Linked DNA regions of Mus musculus: region 1 is linked to region 2. Evidence: chromatin contacts called from public Hi-C data. All regions are on one chromosome and are shown on one strand. Each heading gives the region's core, a stretch centred on a gene start, on an enhancer-like site or on the middle of the called end of the contact. The rest is flanking DNA. Distances are from core to core; before and after follow the strand shown.

Region 1 (5,991 bases), core at 1,711-4,210, 320 kb before region 2:
TGAGTGTGTGTGTGAGTGTGTGTATGTGTGTGAGTGTTTGTGTGTGAGTGCACGTGCGAGCATGTGGGTGCGCATATGTGAGAGTATGTGTGTGTGTGAATGTGTCTGTGTGTATGAGTGTAAATGTGTGTGTGTGTATATATGTGTGTCAGTGAGTGTATTTGTGTGAGTATGTGTATAGTGTGGATGTGTCTGTGTGTGTGACTGAGTCTGAGTGTATATTTGAGTGTGAATGTCTGTGTGCATGTGTGTGTGAGAGGGAGAGAGAGAGAGATAGAGACAGAGAGACAGACAAGAAAGAGAAAGAAGAACAAAGAGTGGTATCTTGACATCTTGAACGAGTCAGATAAACTACAAAGTGGCTGAGCCTCAGAGCCAAGCAGGTAGCCCAGTGAGTTCCCTTAGCAGCTGAACATGTGGGACATCAGTCTCCTGAGGCTCCACCTCTAATTGTGACACAGAGGGATTAGACCTACAGTTTCACTGGTCTTCATTCAGTTTCAACCCTTGGAGACATCTCCTGAAGTGGGCAGGCCTGGGTTGAGAAAGCTGCGGGATAAAAGAGCAAGCTTCAGGGAGAAAAATGCCAAGAAAAGAAGTTTATTAGGTGGGAATACGTTTACAATACAGCCTGGGACCTCGCTGTGGCCTGCATCTACAAGGGTGGTACTGTAATTAGGAGACATTTTAAAGGGAACACTCGCAGCCAGGAATAATATAATTCTAGTCTTTTCTCCAAGCTTCTTGGTGCCTATGCACTTGAACTTATTAAGCCCCACAGACTCCTTGAATGAGGTATAAATATCATTGTGTCCCTCAGGCAATAAAAGGAGCTATGGCCACAGAGAGTGCTACCTCTGGGCTCCAGAGTTACCCACCAGCTTAGGGGTCCTCCAGGGGTGGTCCCTGCTCCCCTGGTGGTCTGTCTGCATTGGGCATGGATTGGCCCCCTGGAGGAGTCAGGCTGCCTCAATAGCACCATGCTTGCTCGTGTTCCAGAAGGGATCGGTACTTCACTCATGCTCTGTGCCTTTTGATAGCTTGCCAGACTTTTCTCATTGTCATCCTTCTTGTGTCTATGACATTGTCCATGCCTACCCTGCTCCTCCCTTCTATGATACTAACTTACTGAAGGTGTTGGACAGCCTGCAGTTTCTCTGACCCTGACCAGGTAGTCTTTGTCTCCAAATTCCTCGATTCCCTGGTTCATCCCTGGGAACACCGTGCCTCGGGTTGGTCAAACATGCCTTTATTCAAAGTGTTAGCAGAGAAGCGACCACTTTTTTTTTTTTTTTTTTTACAGTAACAGTCATTTCTGACATCCAACAGGAAGTGTTGGTTGTTAAGATATCTTCCAGATTGTGCCTCTTGCTTGCCTAGGAAAAGAGTCTGAAATAAATTCATGACAAAGAGAGACATTATTTGTAGGTCGGGGTTTGTTATTCAGCATCAAGGCTTCAGTGTAGTGAGAAGGAAAGAGAATATTCTCAGGCCCACCCAAATAGTTTATTAACGTGCGTGGTCCTTTTCTTTTGTTAGTAGCTATTATTTCAAAGCCTCTTGAATATATACATACGGTCATATTTTAAAAATAGTAACTGTTTGCAAAATTTTATAATTTAAGTTGAAGCTTTAATCTCCTAGCTCAATTTTTCAGTGAACAAACACCCCATCACAACAACTGGGGATCCATGAAACATTTTTCACTCTTTCTTTTGGCTTATTTGTTTGACAATAAAATTTCACATCTGGCTGACAAATCCAGTGCCAAGTTTCATCTTAATGTAATTTTGAGCAGAAGAGCAGTTATGTTCAAGCAAGCAAGAAACTCCAGGCACTCTAATGGGACGACATGATGGCCTTTACACACAACTGCCACTAATCCGACAGGGTTGCTGTTTTGAGTGACTGGGATCTTGGAGTCCTGCTGCAGTCCAGCTTGCTGGAGAAGAATTGTTCTGAGTTCATTCTTCACTGGTTAAGATAATCATGTCTCATGCATCTTGCCTCCTAGTCTGCTGGTTAATACCGTCAATTTGATAAGATCTAGAATTACCTAGGAAACCAGGCTGTGCTGTGGACATACTTTGTGTTTGTAGGTGGAAGGACTCACCAAGGCTATGTGGGACACCATTCTGTGGTCTGAGACCCCAGGCCAAGTACAAAGGAGATAGCAAGGTGGGTATTGCCATTCGTCTCTCCCTGCTTCTAGACTGCAGACACACAGTGACAAACTGCCTCATGCTCTTCAAAGTCTCCACAACTTTCCTGACCCAGTGACCTGGATCTTCAAATTGTGAACCCAAATAAACCATTCCATCCCTAAATTGCTTTGTCAGGCATTTGTTTTACCACAGCAAGTAAGAAATTAACTGATACATAAGGCTATGAAAGGAAACCACCTATTTGTATCAAATGTTTGACTGCCACCATGCAGATCCCCTTTGGTAAGTGTTCCCAAATGCTTGGATATGAGAATAAAGCTAACCGTAGTTCAGTTCCATTGGTCAAACTCATCTTCCTTAAGAGCAACCCTACCCAGCCTCTGATACACTGCAATGAATTCTCTTCTGCTTCTCTTATCTTGGCACACCAGCAGTACTTTGCTCAAAACCCGGTGCAAATGTTCTGTAACCAACAGCTTCCCACACCCAAGTTTTCATGGCTCAAGTGTGATCACGATCTAGTGTTTCTTGCTTATATCTCACCCAAAATATGTTCCCAAAAGGCAGCCTGCTCTAACTCATGTGAGGCAGAGCTCAGGGGCTTCCTTCCTGTGGCTCTGTTATCTGTCTCCAGGGCCCTATGGACACCATAGGGAGGAGAGTGGGAACAGTGGGAGGCAAGTAGGGAGGAGCCTCCCCCATCACCTCTGCTAACATTTCATCAGTCCTAGGATCGAACTGCGCCATGGAGATGTCTGGGAACTGCAGCCCAGCCATCTGGCTGGGAGGAAGCGGATATGGGATAGTTGAGTCATGGTCTGCTGTCTGCTTCCTCAGCTGGAGCTGAATCTGACCATAGACTTGGTGTTCTGTCTTCCCCTCAGCCCCCAGCCTCAGAGGCTATAAAGGCCTCTAACACAGGTACTTGAATCACATCTGCCTTTAGTCCTGATCCTGCCTCCAGACAAGGGAACACATGAATTTTAGCCAGATGAGGAATTGTGTAGACATGGTTTACGAACCTTGGATCTCCTTATTGCAAGAACAGACGATGAAGAGGAACAGATACAGCCGGTAAGGTCATCTTTTGCAAAAGAAAAAAAAAGATTCTTGCCTTTTCTAATTATTAAAATAGCATGTGCTTATTGTAAAAGATTGGATGAAAATCTTTTAAGAGAAAAGATAAAGATTACCCATAATCCCCTTTCCTGAGAGATTCTAAAATTTTTCTGGCTTATATATGCAGATACTACTTACACGCACACCGTTTCAATTATTTTGTGTCTGCCAAACAGATTACCTTATCTAGTATACACCATTTTGGAATGTGCTTTTTCACTTGCAAAGATTATGTTATGAACATGCAAACATGTAAATAAGGATACTTTTGACCACATATTATTTAGTAGCATGTATGTGTGTGGGAACAGTCACACAATAATACATCATTTAGCTTAGCTGAATAAGCATAGACTTGAGAGTACCAGTGAGACCCAGAATTCTGTCTATTTTATTTCTCAGTTGTCCCCCAGAGTGGACTATATAGTGTTTTGTTCATGATAGAAGTTTAACAGTATTGTGGTTAAGCAGGCCATCAGAGTCAAATGTCCTCAGAGCCTGGTATGTCAACAAGTCACATGGGGACCCTGGTAGAACACAGATTACTATTCAGAATGTCTAGGCTGGCCTAGAGGTGGTGCCAGGCATCCAGAAGCTACTTCTGTCGCCTGAGTAGCGATTATCTAAACTAGTAATTCTCTACTGAGGAGATGTAAGGCCTTGGATGACATTGATCTTGGGAAATTTCTTTCTTTCTGTCTCTGTCTCTCTCTGACATAGTGAGTAGACTATACATATATGAATGTGTGCATGTACATGTGTGTGTTTATGCGTGTTTAGAGTTCCCAGCTGATTCTGTTTCTTTTGAGAACTCCAATTAAGACAGTGGACATCCTGTCCCTTCTAAGAAACTGACCTCCATGAAGCTGCCTGACCCTGTTCTTCTGGACTCCAGGTGTCTGTGTTTACGTGGGAGCAGGGTTCCAGCCTCTGCAGTTGCCCAAGCCGGGAGCACTTACAAACATGACATTAGCTAGACAATATTTGCTAAGCAAAGGAGCAATGTAAATAAGATTGGGGGGGGGAGTTCAAATATGAAAATGCTTGAGAACAAATTGTGTGCAAGCATCTTAAAATCATTCATTAGTACTTAGTAATTTAAAATTAATTGCAAATGTACTCTGTTGGGCCATGCTGTTTATATTTCCACATACACACATGTATATAAGCGCATATAAAGTAAGCAAACAGCTGCTTTTTAACCACTCTGTAATCCATGGGTTTTATTTATATCTCAGATACCCTCAGCACACCAGTTTTTGGACTCAAATGAAATGATACCACAATTACTGCCCATAGTCTGAAACCTCACCTCAGGTACTTCATGCTCCTCAAATACATAGGGGATTTTCAGAAGAGTGGCACCCTCGCATCTGTGACTGCCTCTGCTACCCACACGCAGACTCCTGGGGTGTCTGTTTCCCACAGCCCTGACCCCAGCCACCCCACCTTGGCCTTTGCCACTTGCAGCTGCAGTCTCCCACAGAGTTGGCGTCTCCCTCAGCCACATTCTTGTTTTGACCTGGACCCTTTCCAATGGCTTTCTGCCTGGCCAAGGTTTCAGCTATTCAACAATGGCCACCAGTGCTCTCTGTCACCATTGGCACCCTGACAGCTTCACAGTGTCTTGTAATTAGAAAGAAAAACACTCCCTCCCTCTGAGCCATCTTCAGATGAGGGTACCATAGCTGGCTCCTTGGGCCTCAGGTTATTGGAAGCTTTATTGCAACACCTGTTAGCTTCCCTATTCAGCTTCTACTCTTCAAGGGGTGGACCGGTACCACCAGGACATCAGCAGCTGGGAGGACTCGTGTTGCTTAGACTTCTGTTTAGGAGCACGGAGAGAGGAAACTCAAGTGCGCAGAGCAATATTGTGACGATTTAAAGTTTACGTTTTCCGTTAGAAAGGTGGAATACATTTTGAAAGTTGAAAATGTTGAAAAGTGACTCAGTTGTGCTTATTACTTACAGTTCCAAGAGACATAATACACCAAACACTGCTGTGTCTCTATACATTTCTCTAGGAAGCTCATAATTCCAAGTTTACAACAATTTCACAAACCTTTATTTTGACAGGGTTTCAAGAGCGCTACAGAAAATCAGCTGAGAGTCTAGTAGAATTCTTGGAATGGAAGTCTTTGAGTCTTTGAGGGGGTTCTTTCCCCATCCAGGGGTGGAACCAAGATCTTCTTGGAGTATGAGGACGTTCAGGACGATGGTGACGGGTCACCAAGACTGCTCCTTGTTCTTTGCTGCAGCAGTTATGATTTAATCTTTACAGTTTGACTTTACCCTGTGGTTTCATGTGTCTTCCAATCTGCATCGCCAGCCTTGGTCTCTGCTGAACGCTCGGTGTGTGGCAGTCCAGATCACACCTAGCAGGCATCCGTCTTTATCCACAGCTCTGTGTCTGAAGACAGATTCACTCTTCCCTCTTCTCCCCCAACCAGCTCCAGGTCAGGTGTTGCCTACTTGGGAAATGGCGACATTTTGCTAGTCTGTAGGAAACATGCTAAATAATTTTCAAAGAAGAGAGAGGATTTAGAAACTTGTTTACTTCCTGGAACTGAGATGAGAGCATCTCCCTTTTTCTCATTGCTTCAAAAGATGCATATACATATGAATGCATGTATGTATGAATGCACATATTATGAATGCATGTACGTGTGAATGCATGTATGTATGATTTGTACATGTTTGTGTGTGG
Region 2 (5,676 bases), core at 702-3,201:
CCAGTTTTGCCCACACCATTCTTTTAGCCCCTTGAATCTTAGTCCAGGATCATCTTCGCCTTCCTTCAAGGCTCAGACTTCAGTGCAGCCTTCTCTTGGAAGCTGTAGTCTCCCCTCCCCCAGACTGAAACCTGCTTGCTCAGGGGTGGAGCTTTTCACTCAATCTTTTTGTCACGCCTACTGCTGGAACCTGCCGCTTTGCTGTTTCGAAGCCATCACGTGATCACCCTACTACTGGACTTCAAGATTATTTGGCGGAAATTGGGCCCCTCCCCCTTCCTTTATAATTGAGTGCCGAAATAGTAAAAATTAAACCTTGAGCAGAGAGCTTTGTCTTGGTTCCTTCCTTATCTCGCACAGCCCAGCCCCTCTTCTCTTCCAGGTTTCCAAAATGCCTTTCCAGGCTAAAACCCAGGTTGTGATCTACTGGCCAGACACAACAGGAAGCCATCATGACCTATCTGAAGAAACAGAACTGAAACGAATCTGAGCGAATTACAAAGAAAAGATCCAAATTGCCTTACAAGTCTCTCCATCCTTCAAAAACTTTAAACCCCTCGACTTTATTAGTCATCAAATGATCCTTATGTCCATAATTTAAAATCAACTCACCCATGCCACCTGAGTGTTAATAGAAAGAGAGAAAGGAGCAATGGGAATCCTGGCTTCCAAAAGTTTCATTGCTATTCTGCCTGGTCTTCAGCTAAGATGGAGGCATGAGAGAGGAGTTCCTCTCTGCTCTGCTAGATCCAGTTGGAATTGTGGCAGCAGCCCGAAGGCTAACCACTGTCAGGGTCCCTGGTCAAGTGGTGGCAAATTTGGGCGAAAACATGTCAACACTGCCCTGGGGAAGACCTCATCTTTTCAGCTGTAAAATTACAGAGTGGTTCTTTCGGCCATCAGCAACTCTTTATAGACAGGACCAAGGCAATTTTCTTCAGAGATGCTATAAGACAAAACTGAAAGATATATTCATATTGCAGAGTTTTGCAAACCCTCCGGATGTCCTAACAATAAGTTACAGATGTCTAATCCTAAATTAAGAAGTTAAATGCTGTGTGGACTCTACAAATGGCAATTTTCTATAATTTGAGAAAAATATTTGGTAGCTCAATTCCCACTGGAAATGGCTGGCAATGGTTCTGCTCTCTGTTAAACATCTCTGTCAGCCTCTCCTAAGGCTGCGATCACAACCAGAGAACAATAGCTTTCCAAAAACAACAGAGAATTGCTCAGGAAACTATAATTATGATTTTCCTCTGGGCATCTCAGCAGTTTATAACCAGGGCAAGTATTGGAATAACCGAGCGCATACATTCACGTTCCTTTAATGGCACCAAGCAGGATCTTGGCTTTCTGTCGTTTGTGTTGTTACCCTATTCGCTTTTGTTTGAAAGGAGACTTTATCAGTGTTCCTGGGCCTTGCCATTTTATCTCTTCATTCCGCTTGCAATAAGATATCAGGCTAATATTGGCAGAGCAACTTCCCACAATGATTCTTTGTTCCAGAAAAAAAAAAAGTATGAATAGTACATTATTAAAATGGAGACGGAAGTGTGTTTCATTCGGCTTATTATTTACTCAGTGAATATTGTTGTGGTACCAGGCACTTGACAAAAGATGAATAAGAGGAAGCAAGAACCCAGCGTACTCGGATCTTGCATTTCACATGAGGATCTCTGAGTACTTTACAAACTCGAACTCATAAACTGACTCACTTTGAGGCAGGACTCAACAGTTAACTGCAAGGAACCTGCTATGAACACCTCCTGCCACCATTGGAGACAGCATCACAGGATCTCTGAGATGTCTGAAGACTCAGAGAAATGCAATCAAGATGGGATGAAATTGGGAGAAGCAGAGTTAGGAAAAAATACAGTAACAAAGAGGCTCATAGTTACAGCACCGAGTTCTGTGGATAACTGATAACGCTGCATTCAAAGCCAAACACTTAGCAGCTGACAAAGTAAATGTTTTACTTCCTGCAAATTTGGTTCTTATCTTTGTCTAACACACTCATGACATCTGCAGTTTGGTTTTCCTTTTTCTCTACAGAGATGTTTTTTCCAAAGTGCATTATACTTTTATAGGTACAGAAAAATAAAAATCTGCTCTATTCTGAATAATAGTCCCATTAAGATTTACCATATACCGACTTAATGTGAAAATTAAAAGTGAGGAAATTCATCTAAAATTCATTTAGATCCCACTAAATTCTGAATTTATATATGACTACCTAGTAATTGATAAATTGTTCTGTTAAACTATGGGGGAAATGCCCTGCAGTCATGTCTGCATTGTGACAAGGGCCATAGGCAACCCATCCAAGGGTCTCTAGTACTAGACGTATGTGACTCCTATGATAGGCCTTCACAGACAGTCAAGACACAAAACCTCAGTCATATTATTTCTGATGCAGAAAGAGGGTTTGGTGAGCCCCATGCTTAGCAACCAAATGAAAAGCAAAGAACCAGTGGGACGATTTCACTGTTTCACAGCCAGGAGCCAGCGAGGGTGGCTGAGCCAGGAGATCGGATTCAGCCTGACTCTCCACCTTCCCCTTTGGGGATCTGCTCTCTCGGAGACTGAATTGCCATGTTGAGCTTGCTGCAAGTTCTCTTGAGAGTCAAGCATCTTCCTAGGAACAAGCCCACATTTTACCTACTCCCAGAGGCTGTGTAGTCTGGTCACACTCAGCAGAGAACTGATGAGCCTCTGGGAAGGAGCTCCTTAGAAGGGAGGAAAGCACATTGGCTATCCTGAATACCAATGCACAGTCACTCCAAGATAGCTGCAAGTGTGTACACCCAGCAACATGGCAACTTGTCCATTTCAGGTCATGGGGCTTTGCGTTCCAGTCCCCGGAGAAAGACACAAGCATAGCAAGATTCTATACTAGGTATTTCTTTTTGTTTCTTTATTTACGGGAACCTACACATGTCTATGTATGAGGAGAACATGGGGTATCAAACCTCCTGAAACCAGAGCTACAGACAGCTATGAGCATCCTGATAAGCGTGTTGGGCGCAGAACTCGGTCCTCTGCCAGGACAATGTGTGCCATTAACCACTGAGCTCTCTGTCCAACTGTTGGAGGTGGTTCTGATGCTAAGGTCTTGCTCCCCAATTGGTTCTTGATCTATCAAGAAAGATGCAAGAGGCCATTGAGCTGGGTGGAATAGGCATGACTTCCGGGTCCCTGCAGGCAAGCTAGCAAATGCAGGGGAGAGAGGATTTTCACCATGATTCTGAGGGAGAAAGAAAGGGTAACCAGCCATGTGAGATCTCTGGCTGAGTGGCCATAGGCCATTTCCCTAGGCAGATTAGAAACATCCAGCAATTGGGCCATAAGGCAGGTTAAAAATTAAATTTGTGATTTGTGTGTGTGTGTGTGTGTGTGTGTGTGTGTGTGTGTCTGTGTGTGTGTGTCTGTGTGTGTGTGTGTGTGTCTGTGTGTGTGTGTGTGTGTGTGTGTGTGTGTGTGTGTGTGTGTGTGTGTGCGCGTGTGTGTTTCATCCACGGATCCGAGGGAATCTGGGTGGGGGTTGGTAGCTCAGCTCATTCCTAGAGCTTAAGGCAGGGAAGCAGAAGCTACTGCTACATCCAACTCCTACACTAAGTGTTTCAACAAGTGCTTCTGTGTACTGGGACCTGTGTCCCACACTCAACCCATGTGAACATGATCATAGCTCCAGCTTTGGCAGACATTGGTCACTACTTTGCCTGATTTGCCTATGTGCCGAGGTTCTGTAGAAAGAGGCAGGAAAGCTCAAGGGACAGGCTGAGATCACGGGGAAGGGGACACTTAGAGACACAAGAGAGCCTACCCACAAAACTACTGCATGGAGAACAGAAAGGAACTCATGAAAAAGTACAAAATGACACATTTCATTTTTCCACAGTTATTAATTCTGTTGCCATCTGTTTCAAAGCCAGTAAAGGACAAAGGATAAATGTTTACCTTTCAAGGAACAAAAGAGACAGGTAAGGCCAAGGCCCATTCCACAAACCCTGGGAGGGGGGATTAAAAAAAAGGAGGGCTGATTTTCACAAAAAAGTAAACAAGTTATGATCTTATGGTCCATGGAGAGAGAGGGGAGGGGGAGGGGGAGGGTGACAGGGAGGGGGAGGGGGAGAGAGAGAGAGAGAGAGAGAGAGAGAGAGAGAGAGAGAGAGAGAGAATAAGGTCCCAGACTCTGAAGATCCTCCAAAGGGCTTAATAAAAAACGATAGCTATGTCTTGAAGATTACAGGGGTGGGTCAGGCTTTACCTAGGACTTGCCAGAAGACAGCTAAGTAGCAGTCTGACTCAGTCCTAGTACTGGCATGCTCATGGCAATCTAATTATCTGTATAGAATTTGGCCATGTAGCAGATTCTTCTTCCAGACTTCCGAATGTAAGCATCCAATGGTGACTTTCGACCAATGATCATTCCAGCTCCCTACAGACCTTCTGTTGCCCACGTCTTATCACTGTTGGTTGAGTTGCTGCATAGACATGAAGGCAGGATACAATCCAACTTGCTCTGCTGTTCAGGTTCTTTGGGGATTTAATCCAGATTCTTTTTAATCATCTGGACTAATCAGAGACACTACGCTAACAGTGTTAGATGGGAATAACTTCACAAGCTGCAAGAGGTTTCTCTGGCCAGTCAGAGAATGAGTAGATTTCAAACAAAATGGAACACCCTCTAGAAGCAAGAGAGCACACACAATTGTGTCTGTGTTAAGCAATGCATTTAGACAAAGCCAAGGGGCTTTTAAAAACAGCTTAATTTTGCTCTACATGGGTTTTCTCTGTACACGATGATGTTGGTAACGAGGAGCCCACACTCACTGGGGGCGGACCTTCCTCTTGCATCTTTGCAGTGGTGGTGGTTGCTATTCTTTGAAATGTCGGTCCCTGGAAAGCAGGAATCACAGGAACACTAGCTCAAAAGACACAGACTTCATACAGATGGTTTATTTTACAAACAAGATTTTTTCTCCTTTTCTTCTGTGTCCTACCAAGATCTATCTGCACAACTTCGACCTGACTTGGACAACGAGGCACAGCGAGATGAAAGACACACATACAGAAAAGCTGGGTTCAGGTGGACCATGTAGCCATCAAGGACCCCTTCATTGACCTCAACTACATGGTCTACGTGTTCCAGGATGACTTCACCCACGGCAAATTCAACAGCACAGTCAAGGCCGAGAATGGGAAGCTTGTCATCAACGGGAAGTCCATCACCATCTTCCAGGAGCAAGATCCCGATAACATCAAATGGGGTGAGGCCGGTGCTGAGTATGTGGTGGAGTCTACTGGTGTCTTCACCATCATGGAGAAGGCCAGGGCCCACTTGAAGGGTGGGGCCAAAAGGGTCATCATTTCTGCCCCTTCTGCCGATGCCCCCATGTTTGTGATGGGTGTGAACTACGAGAAATATGACAACTCACTCAAGATTGTCAGCAATGCATCCTGCACCACCAATGCTTAGCCCCCCTGGCCAAGGTCATCCATGACAACTTTGGCATCGTGGAAGGGCTCATGACCATGGTCCATGCCATCACTGCCACTCAGAAGACTGTGGATGGCCCCTCTGGAAAGCTGTGGCGTGATGGTCGTGGGACTGCCCAGAACATCATCCCTGCATCCACTGGTGCTGCCAAGGCTGTGGGCAAGGTCATCCCA

What was found. Hi-C and Micro-C count contacts between places; a contact is called where the count stands out from the background.
Region 1: a Hi-C map of the G1E-ER4 cell line shows a contact between it and region 2, with 2.5 times the contacts expected there. The contact joins two enhancer-like sites. A contact is called at or near these places in 1 of 15 datasets of contacts at CTCF or cohesin (the G1E-ER4 cell line) and 2 of 484 Hi-C or Micro-C datasets (both in the G1E-ER4 cell line).

What each region holds. Positions count from the first base shown.
Region 1 is chr13:97,775,725-97,781,715 of GRCm38.p6, reverse strand. No RefSeq gene overlaps it. Among named protein-coding and RNA genes, the nearest start is that of Rps18-ps4, 28 kb to the right of the region's middle. Within about 2 kb of position 2,960, at least 23 of the 459 cell types and tissues checked have an H3K27ac peak or open chromatin away from gene starts, as enhancers often do. A contact at or near this core is called in the G1E-ER4 cell line, where this site is marked.
Region 2 is chr13:97,458,491-97,464,166 of GRCm38.p6, reverse strand. The region is part of intron 1 of Lncenc1 (long non-coding RNA, embryonic stem cells expressed 1); the gene reads right to left. It also overlaps the pseudogene Gm8756. Among named protein-coding and RNA genes, the nearest start is that of Lncenc1, 26 kb to the right of the region's middle. Within about 2 kb of position 1,951, at least 28 of the 459 cell types and tissues checked have an H3K27ac peak or open chromatin away from gene starts, as enhancers often do. A contact at or near this core is called in the G1E-ER4 cell line, where this site is marked.